Regions from separate parts of the Mus musculus genome. Here all the other regions are linked to region 2. The links are chromatin contacts, called in public Hi-C and promoter capture Hi-C maps. All regions are on one chromosome and are shown on one strand. The core of a region is the stretch at or near the end of the contact, and the rest is flanking DNA. Distances in the headings are between cores, read along the strand shown. Region 1 holds the start of Tbce (tubulin-specific chaperone E). Region 2 holds the start of Mplkip (M-phase specific PLK1 intereacting protein). Region 3 holds the start of Lyst (lysosomal trafficking regulator). Region 4 holds the start of Arid4b (AT rich interactive domain 4B (RBP1-like)).

What was found. Promoter capture Hi-C pulls out the DNA fragments that hold promoters and counts their contacts. Hi-C and Micro-C count contacts between places; a contact is called where the count stands out from the background.
Region 1: a contact with region 2 is called in a promoter capture Hi-C map of pre-B cells. The contact joins the promoter of Tbce here to the promoter of Mplkip in region 2. A contact is called at or near these places in 3 of 39 promoter capture datasets (cranial neural crest, frontonasal cranial neural crest and pre-B cells).
Region 3: a contact with region 2 is called in a Hi-C map of erythroblasts, with 5 times the contacts expected there. The contact joins the promoter of Lyst here to the promoter of Mplkip in region 2. A contact is called at or near these places in 1 of 39 promoter capture datasets (pre-B cells) and 1 of 484 Hi-C or Micro-C datasets (erythroblasts).
Region 4: a Hi-C map of B cells shows a contact between it and region 2, with 9 read pairs. The contact joins the promoter of Arid4b here to the promoter of Mplkip in region 2. A contact is called at or near these places in 4 of 39 promoter capture datasets (cranial neural crest, frontonasal cranial neural crest, pre-B cells and 1 more) and 3 of 484 Hi-C or Micro-C datasets (B cells, CD4 T cells and uterus).

The regions. Positions count from the first base shown.
Region 1 is chr13:14,038,324-14,041,023 of GRCm38.p6, reverse strand. It overlaps Tbce (tubulin-specific chaperone E), which reads left to right and starts at 1,386. Exons shown (of 17, transcript NM_178337.3): 1 at 1,386-1,486.
Region 2 is chr13:17,693,985-17,696,684 of GRCm38.p6, reverse strand. Mplkip (M-phase specific PLK1 intereacting protein) reads right to left here and starts at 1,272. Exons shown (of 2, transcript NM_025479.6): 1 at 865-1,272. The coding sequence starts at 1,200. It overlaps Sugct (succinyl-CoA glutarate-CoA transferase), which reads left to right and starts at 1,920. Exons shown (of 14, transcript NM_138654.3): 1 at 1,920-2,046. The coding sequence starts at 1,953.
Region 3 is chr13:13,589,089-13,591,788 of GRCm38.p6, reverse strand. It overlaps Lyst (lysosomal trafficking regulator), which reads right to left and starts at 1,380. Exons shown (of 53, transcript NM_010748.2): 1 at 1,293-1,380. Gm30836 (a long non-coding RNA gene) reads left to right here and starts at 588. Exons shown (of 2, transcript XR_382086.4): 1 at 588-1,055.
Region 4 is chr13:14,062,411-14,065,110 of GRCm38.p6, reverse strand. Arid4b (AT rich interactive domain 4B (RBP1-like)) reads right to left here and starts at 1,327. Exons shown (of 24, transcript NM_194262.2): 1 at 1,079-1,327; 2 at 232-286. The coding sequence starts at 237. It overlaps Ggps1 (geranylgeranyl diphosphate synthase 1), which reads left to right and starts at 1,623. Exons shown (of 4, transcript NM_010282.3): 1 at 1,623-1,905.

The sequences.
Region 1 (2,700 bases), core at 137-2,636, 3.7 Mb after region 2:
AGAACTTGGGAGATATAGAGGAATGTGTTCTTGTGTAAAAGTATAAAAATTCAAATGATCTCTTCTACAGTAAGTCATTCAGGGTAAACTCAGTAAACGTTTCTGGGCCAAGATCACTTAAATTTGGTTCAGAATAGCCTATCTCTTTTCTAGCATGTGTTTTGTATCAACACTTCCTTGAAAAGCATGAAGTTACAATAAATGTGGAGATATTGGCATGGTGGGCCAAGCCTGTGATTTTAGCACTTGGTAGATGGAGGCAGGATATTAAGGAATTAAGACCAATCTTGACTTTGGTAGTTAGGTGACAGAAATCCGCCTGCCTCTCCCTCCCGAGTGCTGGGATTAAAGGTGGGCGTCACCACGCCCAGCTTGACTTTGGCAAGTTTTGAGGCCAGCCTAGGATACGTGAGACTTTGTCTCAAAACAATCAGCAGCAGCACCTTCATGAAATGTTGTCCTTGAAAAACGCTCCCATCTGAAGGTCTGTGTTTCTATTGGAGACTTGCCAAATGACAATAGTAGCTTAGCCCCTCCAGGCAAGAGTGAGTCATGTTCTATGACTACTGAGACGGTTTCAAACAGGAAAGGTTCTGGCAGCTTATTTCATCTTTCATTAACCACTGACAACAGATTCACTACAGGGTTCTCGTTCACTGCTGTGCAATAAAACAGATTTATAATTAATTATGTCTCCCAGCAGAGTTGTGCAATTCCTCTTGGATTGAATTACAGCACTCTTTTATTACTGTTTTCGTGGTGCTGTCTGGTCAAACTGACTTGGATCCAGCAAAGCCGGAGCTCTTCCAAGTAAGTTTTTGCCAGCTTCAGGTATAGCAATATGAGGGGTCACATTGCGATATGCTTATATACATAGCATCTTAAATTTGTTTTCAATGAAATAGTTACTGGCTTTTTAACATCTAAAAATAAACCAAAACACTCGATTCATAGGAACGTCTTGTTTAAAGTGGTGACTTACTTAAAACATTGCGTTTACTCTTGTTCTCCCTCATGCCTTAGCTGGTTAACTTTTTCTTTCCAGTTCTGGAGGGATCAACACTACACCTTTCTATGTAACTATGAACTCCCTACGGTGATTTAGTGCCCATAAGCATGAAACATTTTTGTTTTTTAGATATGAACCCCCCTCCGCTCCTCCCATCTCTCTTGCCTCGACCTTCCCAGTGCTGATTGTAATTGCCATGAGCCATCACGCCCAGCTATGAACTTTTAGTTCGCGTCTTGAATCAACTACAGTACGCAAAATCGACTGGTCCCACAGTCCTTCGGGGTTGCAGTTCCGGTGTCTACCTTACCAGCACTTCGCGACAATAGGGTTCGCGTTTGGAAGGGCTAAAGTGGTTTTCATCACTTCCTCTGCGGAGGTGGGACTTCCGGTCTCCAGATACTTCCGCCTAGAGCCGAAAGCTTCGTCGCTGATTGCGTGAGGGTCTCTGGGTGCTGACAGACCGGCAGAGGGAAGGTGAGCTTCGTAAGGTCGTGGAGCTGAGGTGGCGAGCTGCCCAATGGGGCTGGGTTGCCTGAGTGTGTGCTTTCTGCTCCGAGACTTCTCCGGTCGGCTGGGCCCCATTGTGGGCTGACCCAGCGGAAGGCTAGTGCGCCTGCGCCAAGCGCCTTCTGGATCCTCCCCACCCCTCCCCCGTTAACATCTGGGCGTGGGTCTCAAGTGATGCTGCCATCTCTTCCTTTTGACGTTTCTGGTGGACAGCGGTGGAGGGTGGTGGGAGGGCAGAGAGGAGTATTCAGATTTTTTTCCCTTTTTTTGAGGGGGATATTTTATTTACATTTAAAATGTTATCCCCTTTCCCGGTTTCCCCTCCGGAATCCCTCTATTTCATCCTTCCTTCCCCTGCTTCTTTGAGGGTGCTCCCCACCCACCCGTCCACTCCCACCTCGCCGCCCTGGCAGTCGCCTACACTGGGGCATCGAGCCTTCACAGGGCCAAGGACCTCACCTCCCATTGATGTTCAACAAGGCCATCCTTTGCTACATATGGGGCTGGAACCATGAGTCCCTTCATGTGTACTCTTTGGTTGATGGTTTAGTTCCTGGGAGCTCTGCAGGGTCTGGTTGGTTGATATTGTTCTTCCTGTGCGTTGCAAACCCCTTCAGCTCCATCAGTCTTTTTTTCTCTAACTCCTCCGTTAGGGATCTTGTGCTCAGTTCAATGGTTGGCTGCTAGCAGCTGCCTCTGTATTTGTTAGGCTCTGGAAGCGCCTCTCTAGAAACAGCTATATCAGGCTACAGTCTGCACACTTCTTGCCATCCACCTTAGTGACTGACTTATCTCACTCAGGATATTTTCTAGTTCATTCACTTGCCTAAGAATTTCATGAAGTCATTGTTTTAATAGCTGAGTAGTACCCCATTGTGTAAATGTACCTCATTTTCTGTATCAGTTTCTCTGTTGAAGGACATCTGAGTTCTTTCCAGCTTCTGGCTATTATAAATAAGGCTGCAATGAACAGAGTGGAGCATGTGTCCTTGTTATATGTTGGAGCATCTTTTGTGTATATGCCCAGGAGTAGTATAACTGGGTCCTCAAATAGTACTATGTCCAATTTTCTTACAAACCTCTAGACTGATTTCCAGAGTGGTTGTACCAACTTGCAGTCTCACAAACAATGAAAATGTGTGTTCCTCTTTCTCCACATCTGCTGTCACCTGAGTTTTTGA
Region 2 (2,700 bases), core at 23-2,522:
AAATTACTAAAACCAATTGTATATTTCTCTTTTAGAAATGTCTGCTATCATCTTAAAACCTTTCAGTTTCTAATGTGATAACCAACCCTGCAGCTATTAAATACAAATAAACCCAGTACAAGCAGTGGTTCACTGTATTCACTTCTTGGAAACTTACTTTTTAACCTGATAGGCTTCAAATTTCTAGAACTTTTATATTGCATGAAAATTTTCTATTCTTATTAACTCCAACTCATAAGGATTCATATGGGTGAGCATATTCAATTTTGCAAAACCACCGAGATACAAGTTGTTAGCTACTTCCTGTCTTGTATTCACTCATGGAGAAGAGGGGAAGTTTCCTCAATTTCAAATTTTCTATTTTTCCTTCAAGAGAACTTTGAGTAGGTATAAATATGGCTCGAAATAAAATAATTGTTTCTTTTAAAAAAAGCAAGGATGCAAAAACAAGGGAGGGACATCTGTAGGAAAATGGCAGTAGACTACAGTCTAGAGGTGCCATACTACACAATAGGGAATCATTTACTGTCCTCCCCCTAGGAATCCAGGACAATTCACTGAAATAAATGACAAAAAACCCAAAACCAAATAAAAACCTCTGGGGGTGGGTGGGAGAAGAAATGGAGGATTAAAGAAGTTTGTATACGAATGTGGTATGCTGGCTGAGAGCAGTTTCTGTGGACAGAGAACTAGAGCTCCGCCACTTATGGTAGTCTTAGATAATTTCTTTACGCCTCAGGTTACTCATCTGCAAAACTGGGCCAACGTAGTATCGGAGGATTAAACAATCCACGGAAAGGGAATGTTTCGTATCACGTCTGCCATCACAGGAAGAGTTCGGCAAACGCTAGCTATTGTCTTTACCTGGGGGTAGGTCTGCTGCTGCCCTGGGGAGTAGCCGAACTGATGCTGGGACCCCGCGGGGGACCTGGAGTAGGAGCCTGGGTAGCCGCCCGGGGACGGAGACCCGAAGCGGGCCCCCGAGAAGTTGCCGCCGTGCCGCGGAGACTGGCTGCTCCCGTACGGCCTAGCCCGGGGCCCGCAGGGCGGAGTGTGGTGCGGACTCCCGTACCCGTCCCGCGGGGAGGGCGGCCGCGGCCCCCCGCCCAGGGCACCCCGGAAGTTATTTCCGCCACCCCAACCTCCTATCCCCGGGCTGGGGTACGGAGGAGTTGGGGGTCGAAAATTCGGTCGGTGCATATCAGGAAACGAAGCCGCAGAGCTCACACGCCGAACGCCTCACCGGAACCTCTGCGATCAACCGCCAGAAGGAAACTGGTATTCCTCTATTTATACACCCTTCCGGCTCCCAGCGGACTACCGCACCTTAGTTCCGGCTGCACAAAGGTTCCGATCTCACCAAGTTTCTGCAAGAGGGCAGGTAAACAGGTCACTCAATGGAAGAATGGTGGGCGTGTCTGAGAGGAGGAAAGACTGTAAAGGGGAAACTAAATCTCCGGCCGCAGCACGAGCACAGTCGTCAACGGTCTTCCCGGAGACCCCCAGTACACGAAGACGGAAGCGGAAGAGAGGAAACCGATCATCAGGCCTTATTGGCTGTGAGGGTGGGAGAGGGGCGTGCGGGTTCCGAAGAGGGCGGATCAGAGGGGTAGGGCCATCCGTCTTGGAGGCTTCCGGGAAGCAAGGAGTGAAGCGTCAGCCGGATTCGGGGGCGGGGCCATGAGCCAAGAGGCGGGGCCGAAGGGTGTGAGGCGAGAGACTCGGTTGAACAGGATCGTCCAAGGGGGCGGGGCCGAGTGAGACTGAGGTGGAGGCCTGGGCGGAAGCGGAGGGCGTGGTGGGCGGGGAAGAGTGCGAGGGCGACCAGGGGGAGGGTCTTTGCGGAGGGGGCGGGGCTGGCGGCGGGGCCGGGCTGGCTGGGGGGGCGGGGCTGAGGGGGCCTAAGGTCAAGGAGGGAGGTCGCGGGGCGCTCTCGCTGGGGTTGAGGGGCGATGCTGTGGATGCTGGCCAGGGCGGTGGCTTTTCGGAGACCCGGCCGAGGCCTGGCCGGCGGGAGGGGGCTGTGGACCGGCCGCCCGCAGTCAGGTACCTACTGACACTGAGCGCTCGGGCTCCCTGAGGGGAGCGCTCGCGCCTCGGGGGCTCCTGTCGCAGGGCTCATGGCCATGGTCGTGCCCTGCTTCTCTTTTCCACCCCTGGCTTCTAATCCCCCAAGGTTTGGTAACTTAGGAAACAGCACCTCCCGCCAAAAGCTGAGTTTTAGAAAGCAGACTGCTGCCTTGAAAACTTAAGCGAGCCTGTAGTAATTAATGCTGGACTTGAACCCTGCGTTTACGTTCTTGTAAAATGGAAGTTGACGAGGTTAGGAAGTAGAAACAGAAATTTAAAGGGGAAAAAAAAACCCACGAAAACATACCCCAAACTTAAAAATCTTGTAATTATAAAGAAACGGGATAATTAAAAAATGCTATCTTCTGCATAAGATACCTGTCTTAGACATTCCTGTAGAAGAGTTTTGTGGTCTTTCCCTAACTCCTTCAGATACTAAAATCAACTTGGGATTTTAGGACTCATCACATTAGACCGTGGATATGTGAGGGGGTTATTGGTTTAGATTTTTGTGTGTGTGAGTGTATTGTTTGCGTGTATGCACATGCACCATTTAACGTACCTGATGCCTTTGGAGATCAAAAAAGAATCAGATTTCCTGGAACTGGAGAAAATTGTGGTTGTGAGCTA
Region 3 (2,700 bases), core at 131-2,630, 4.1 Mb after region 2:
TATGACCCAAGAAAGGGGGTATTTATCTGTTTATAAAACGTGTCTGGTCCACAATAGGTACTTAAACATCTTTACTAAATGCATATGCTCTATATGCAATTTATTGTCTGGGAAGTATTTTAATGGAAACTAAATAACAGAAACTCATCTCCCCCTTACGTCCTCTATCTTCCAAAGTCTCTCAATATCTGTATGTGTTAGTGTCAACGTGGATGACAGCAACGAGCAGCAGAAAAGTTACTTGCAATGCTCTGTAAATACAGATATCCCCTACCAATCAGCTACATAATAAAAGCTAAGAGCCAACATCTTTATTAGTATAAGGTTACTAGGTGTGGAAGTTAAAAGTAAAGGCAGACCAGCCAAATGCCTTTCAGGAAGAAAAAGCTCAAATTAATGTGCCATATCAACCTGTTAAACAAACCCTGGAGAAAATGCACAATGAATTTGATCCTTAAGGAAATACTGGCCAGAATTCAACACAAATGTGTGTTCTACACGAGTCAACACCTTAAAATTTTTTTCTCACACCATCAACTACCAAGCAAGAGCTGTGTCTGTCTGTCTCTGTCTCTGTCTCTGTCTCTGTCTCTGTCTCTCTCTCTCTCTCTCTCTCTCTCTCTCCATCAAGGATGTTTTGCTGTTTTGTTTATCCCTCTGAGGATTGGATGAGGACACTTTTCTTGACTCCCTGAGCTCCAACCCTCCATCATGAACCCTTGGCCTCCGGTGGCAGAGGAAATCTCCCTGGGTCACGTCCCTATTATATTAGCATCTCAGCCACCGCTCCAGAGGTGCGCGCGAACCACGAAGGGTTGTTTGCAGAGTCCCGCAGCAGGTGTCACGGGCAGGGAAGGGACAGCAAGGACTCCGAAGCACCAGGGTGGGGAATGACAGATGGACCCGCGGCGCGAAGTGAGACGCCCTGAACCTGTCAGCTCCCGCTGTCACCTGCTGGGAAGGACCGGGCAGGCTGAGGGTAGCGGCGGTCCGGGACAAGCGCTTCCCGAGGTGAAGCGCCCCCTGAGGACACCGTCCGCCGCACCAGCCGGCCGGTAAGTAAAGTTACTATGGGGTCCGCGCCGCCGCCACAGCCCTCGGGGCCCGGGTCCGCCTCAATCAGCAACTGTGCAGAGCTCAGAAGGCAAGCGAACCCCGGCCGGGCCGAGCTCCGGGCACCACCCCGTTCCCTTAGCGCGGCACGACCCCGCCCGGGCGGCCCGCCACCTTCCCGCCATGCCCCGCTGAGGTCGAGACCCTGACCCTCTAAAGGAGCCCGCTGCGGTCTTTACCTCCGCTCTGTGGTCCGCCGCGCGCTCTCGCCCGCCGGTGCAGGAGAATCCCGACTCACCAAGGCTGCCAGGCCAGCGTGAGCTCTCACCCCCGCCCCCTCAGGTAACCCGGGAAACCGGGAACACCACCCCCTTCCTCCCCCGCCCAGACCCAGACCCGCTCCTCTGCGCGTGCGCACCGTCCCCGCCTCGAGCGCCTAAAGTCCCGCCCCACCGGGAGGGCACGCTGGGGTCGCCGACGTGATGCGTGGAGAATCTCAGCCAATGAGAGGAAGAAGGCGGGACAAATGCAGCGAGGAGGGCCCTGTGCAGCTTCTCTGAACTCCACCCCTCCCGGCCGCATAAAGCTTCGTCCATCCCAGGCGATTCAGCCCCTAAAAGCGCAAGCCTAGTGTCTTCTTTCTACTGTAAACTCACGTTTACTGGGAAAATTACATCTTTGTTGAAGACTGTACAAAGTGACTGACTGTCTAGAACTTTACCATTACGGAGAGATGATGATCAGTAACCAAGATTATCTTGGACTATCTTTAGGTTCTTTAAAAAAACTGCTTATTACCAACCTTTGTAGCTGACCTAAGATCTTTGTGCCTGTTATGTAAAAAGTTTGGAATGTATTGTTAAACTTAGCCAACGACTGGCTTTTCAGCAGTGCTCAAAAGAAGAGTATCATCAGCTGGAGATTTTCCTGCTATGCTGTAGCCTACCTCCCCGATGTCCTTTCCGCTATATTTGGCAAATGTATTGATTTATGGTCTTTTGTTCTATGGCTATAAGACTGCGTGTAAACCTCTTTCACAGTAGAACATGTAATTCTGGGAAACCCGAATCTCTGTTACTAAGCACTATTCACTCAAAGTTGCCTCAGAATAAACTTTCTTTTGGTTTTTGTTTTGTTTTGTTTTGTTTTGTTTTTTCATGGACAGTATGTGCAATAAACTGTTGTCCTATTTTCTGTTGGAGGTCACAGGATTAAAAAAAAAAAAAAAAAACAAAACAAAAGACAAAAAACGGAAAGGTTCACCAAGATGGAAGCAGGGCTATCCTCAAGATAGCATTGGGGCCTGAACTTATATTTCTGTCAAACAGAAAGAGAGAAACTTGCAAAAATTCTGGGTCCAGGTATGATACCCTACCTAGCCCTGTTCAAATATGCTAGCATACAGTGGGCAATGTGACAAAGATCCTTGCTTAAAGCAAACTTTAGTCAGACTTTGAACCTTCTCCTTGGCCCATGTGCTATGTGTGCACATCTTTGTAAACTCTAGGTTTAGCAATCGCCAAGGCAGTTTAGCAAGAACCCACACATACACAATCACACCCTCCCTATCTACAAAATCTCTCAGTCCCCACCTTTGGTATCTATTCATGCTGGCCTGCCTTCAGCATGAATCTTGTGAGGTTGATG
Region 4 (2,700 bases), core at 78-2,577, 3.6 Mb after region 2:
GAACAGCTTGGGTGAGGTTATCTCCTAACTGACTCCATAACTTCGAAACACACAGCCTGTGGATGTTCGCTCCAGCTGACCCTGTCAGGGAAAGCTCCACACCGAGCCACTCCACACACACACACACACACACACACACACACACCTGCCTCTGCAAAACTCGCAGGCCTGCTACAGCCCCGACACTTCCTGAATTCGAAAGCCACTCAAACTGGCTAAGTGACGCCTTACCTTCATGGTGACTCTGGGGCCGCGATCCCCACGGCGACACCAGCTTCACCTGCACCTGGAGGGGAAACAAAGACACCGGGTCAGCACCACCGGCACCACCACCACCCCCGCCCCAGGCCGTAGGGGCGGGGGCGGCACCGAGCGGGGCCAGGAGCCCCGAGCAGGCACGCGCCATCCCACCGCCCCTACCGCCCCCACCGCCCGCCGCCCCATTGTCGCGACTCCACGGACTTTTCCCCCGTCCTCCACGATGACGCCATTTCTGTCAGAAGAAAACTCACAACAAGCCCAGGGTCCGGCGCGGCCTGAAGCGCGGCTGCGACCGTCCAAGCCTACGGAACCGCGATGCCCGGAGCCCCCGGACTGAGCCCTCGGTGAACCGGCGGGCCCTTGGGCTGCGGAGGCTCGGCCCCACAGCGTCCGCCCGCGTCCCGCCCGAGCCAAGGCCCACAAGTGGGAGCCGGGACCGGGCACCGAGGACATCCAGCTCCCAGCACGGCGGCCCGAGGCCGCCGGGCCCACGGTGCGGCCCGGGTAGGGCGGCTCCGGCTCGGCGCGGCGGGGGGCGGGGGTCCCAGGAGGCCGAGGCCCCGCTGCGAGCGCCGACTCAGCCCCGTTGCCATCTGCCCCGATGCGCGGCCCGGCCCGGAGCTTCCCCCATAGAAAAGAATGTCCCTACCTCGGGCACAGACGAGGTCTGAGCCCTGCGGCCAGAGCCCCCTGATCCGCCTCCCCCCACCCCCAACACCAGCAGGCCTGTGGGGAGAGAGAGCGAAGGAGCTGCGGGTCCGCCGGCGGCCGGGACTCCGGCTCCGACTCCTCCTCCTCCCGTGGCGGCGACTGGTACCTTTGTTTGGCGGCCGCTCCGGCTCCCTCGCGGGGGGAGGGGGGCGACAAAAAAATCCCTCTCGGACGGAGGTCCGGGCCCCGGTCTCACAGCCCTCCAGAGGAACACGGCGGCCGACCTTCAGCGGCTCCCTCCGGGCAGAAGTCCAGGCGGTGGCCGTCGCGGCGGCAAACTGCGGCTCGAGACTCTCCCTCCGCTCCAGCGCCCGAGCTCCTCACTCCGGACTCGACTGACGGGCAAACATCGCTTTCCCCCCTCTCTGGCCCCCCTGCCCCTTCTCCCCTCCCCTCGGCCCTTTGCCCCTCCCCTACCTCTTTCCCGGATGCCTCTCAGACGACCTAGGATTGGGTAGGATTCTTTGGAGCCCGCCTCTTCCAAGTTTCTATTGGTTTGAGCGATGCAAACAACGACGCCATTTACCCACCAGTTCTATGGAAACAGAAAGTTATCCCTCAATACTTTCTGGGAATTGTAGTCCAGTCTTCTAGGCCAATCGGTAAACTGACGGACATTAGAACTACCAAGACCGCAATGCCCACTTGCCTGCGTTCGACGAGAGAGGGGAGGGGAAGGAGGCGCGGCCATGAGGCAGAGGGGAGGTGGCATACGACGCCTGCGCAGTGTGATAGGGATGGCGTATTTTCTTGCACTGAGTGCTGCGGCGTCGCTGGCCGCTGAGGAGGGCAGAGATTTCTGTGTGAAATAGTGGGAGGGCTCCAAGGAAGCCTCTTGAAGAGCCGCAGTCAGAACAATAAATTGAGAAGTCGATGTGGGCACTGCTAGTCTCGTACCGGCGGCGGCTTCAAGTCTGAGATCATCGTGGAACCGTGAGCAACAGCGCGGTGGCAGGGGGGACCCGGATGGGGAGCGGGGGAGGGGGCGGTACGGAGGAGGAAGCAGTAAGGAGGGAGAGAGGACCCGGATGCTGACCCGGCTCGGAGTGACTGCCGGCCGGGTGCTGGGATGAGGGGAGGCAGAGGAGCTCGGAAAGAGTGGAAGGGCCACCGGTGCAGCGCAGGGAAGAAGCCCGCCTGCGAGCTTATTACAGCTATGCCTGTGTGGAGCCCTTTCTTTTCCTTCAGAGCCATCGCCCCCCGGGGCTTGGAGTCAAAGGTTCTTGCTATGCGCCTAACAGCTGAGCTCGGTGACCCATATCTGTGTCGCTAGTCTCAAGCCAGAGCCGGCCTATTTTAAAAAGAGAGAGAGATACTTTGCATGAAATTTTCAATATTGTATGAATGTTTGATGCTCAGAGTTCACCCTCTGAGATGTTAGAAGTCCTCATGTGGAAAGAGGGGATGTATAACTTCCTGAACGGAAGTCTAGTCAAAATGAAACCTGATAGGAGGACCTTTGGCTTCGAGAGGTATAGAAAGGTTTTCCTGAGAGTGTGAGAACTAAGCTTGACTCAAGAAGCCAGCCAGAGTTACTAAGGGAAGTCCCTAAAGGAAAGGAAACCTGTTTCAGGAAAAAGACTTCCCAGTAGGAAGAACTGAGGCCCAGAGAGGTGAGGTAGGAATTTTGATCCAGTACCCTGGAGACTGAAACAGGATGACCCTGTCTTCAAAAAAGGAAAAAAAAAAAAATTAAAAACAGTTTTTATCTGGTCCAATGGCCCAGTG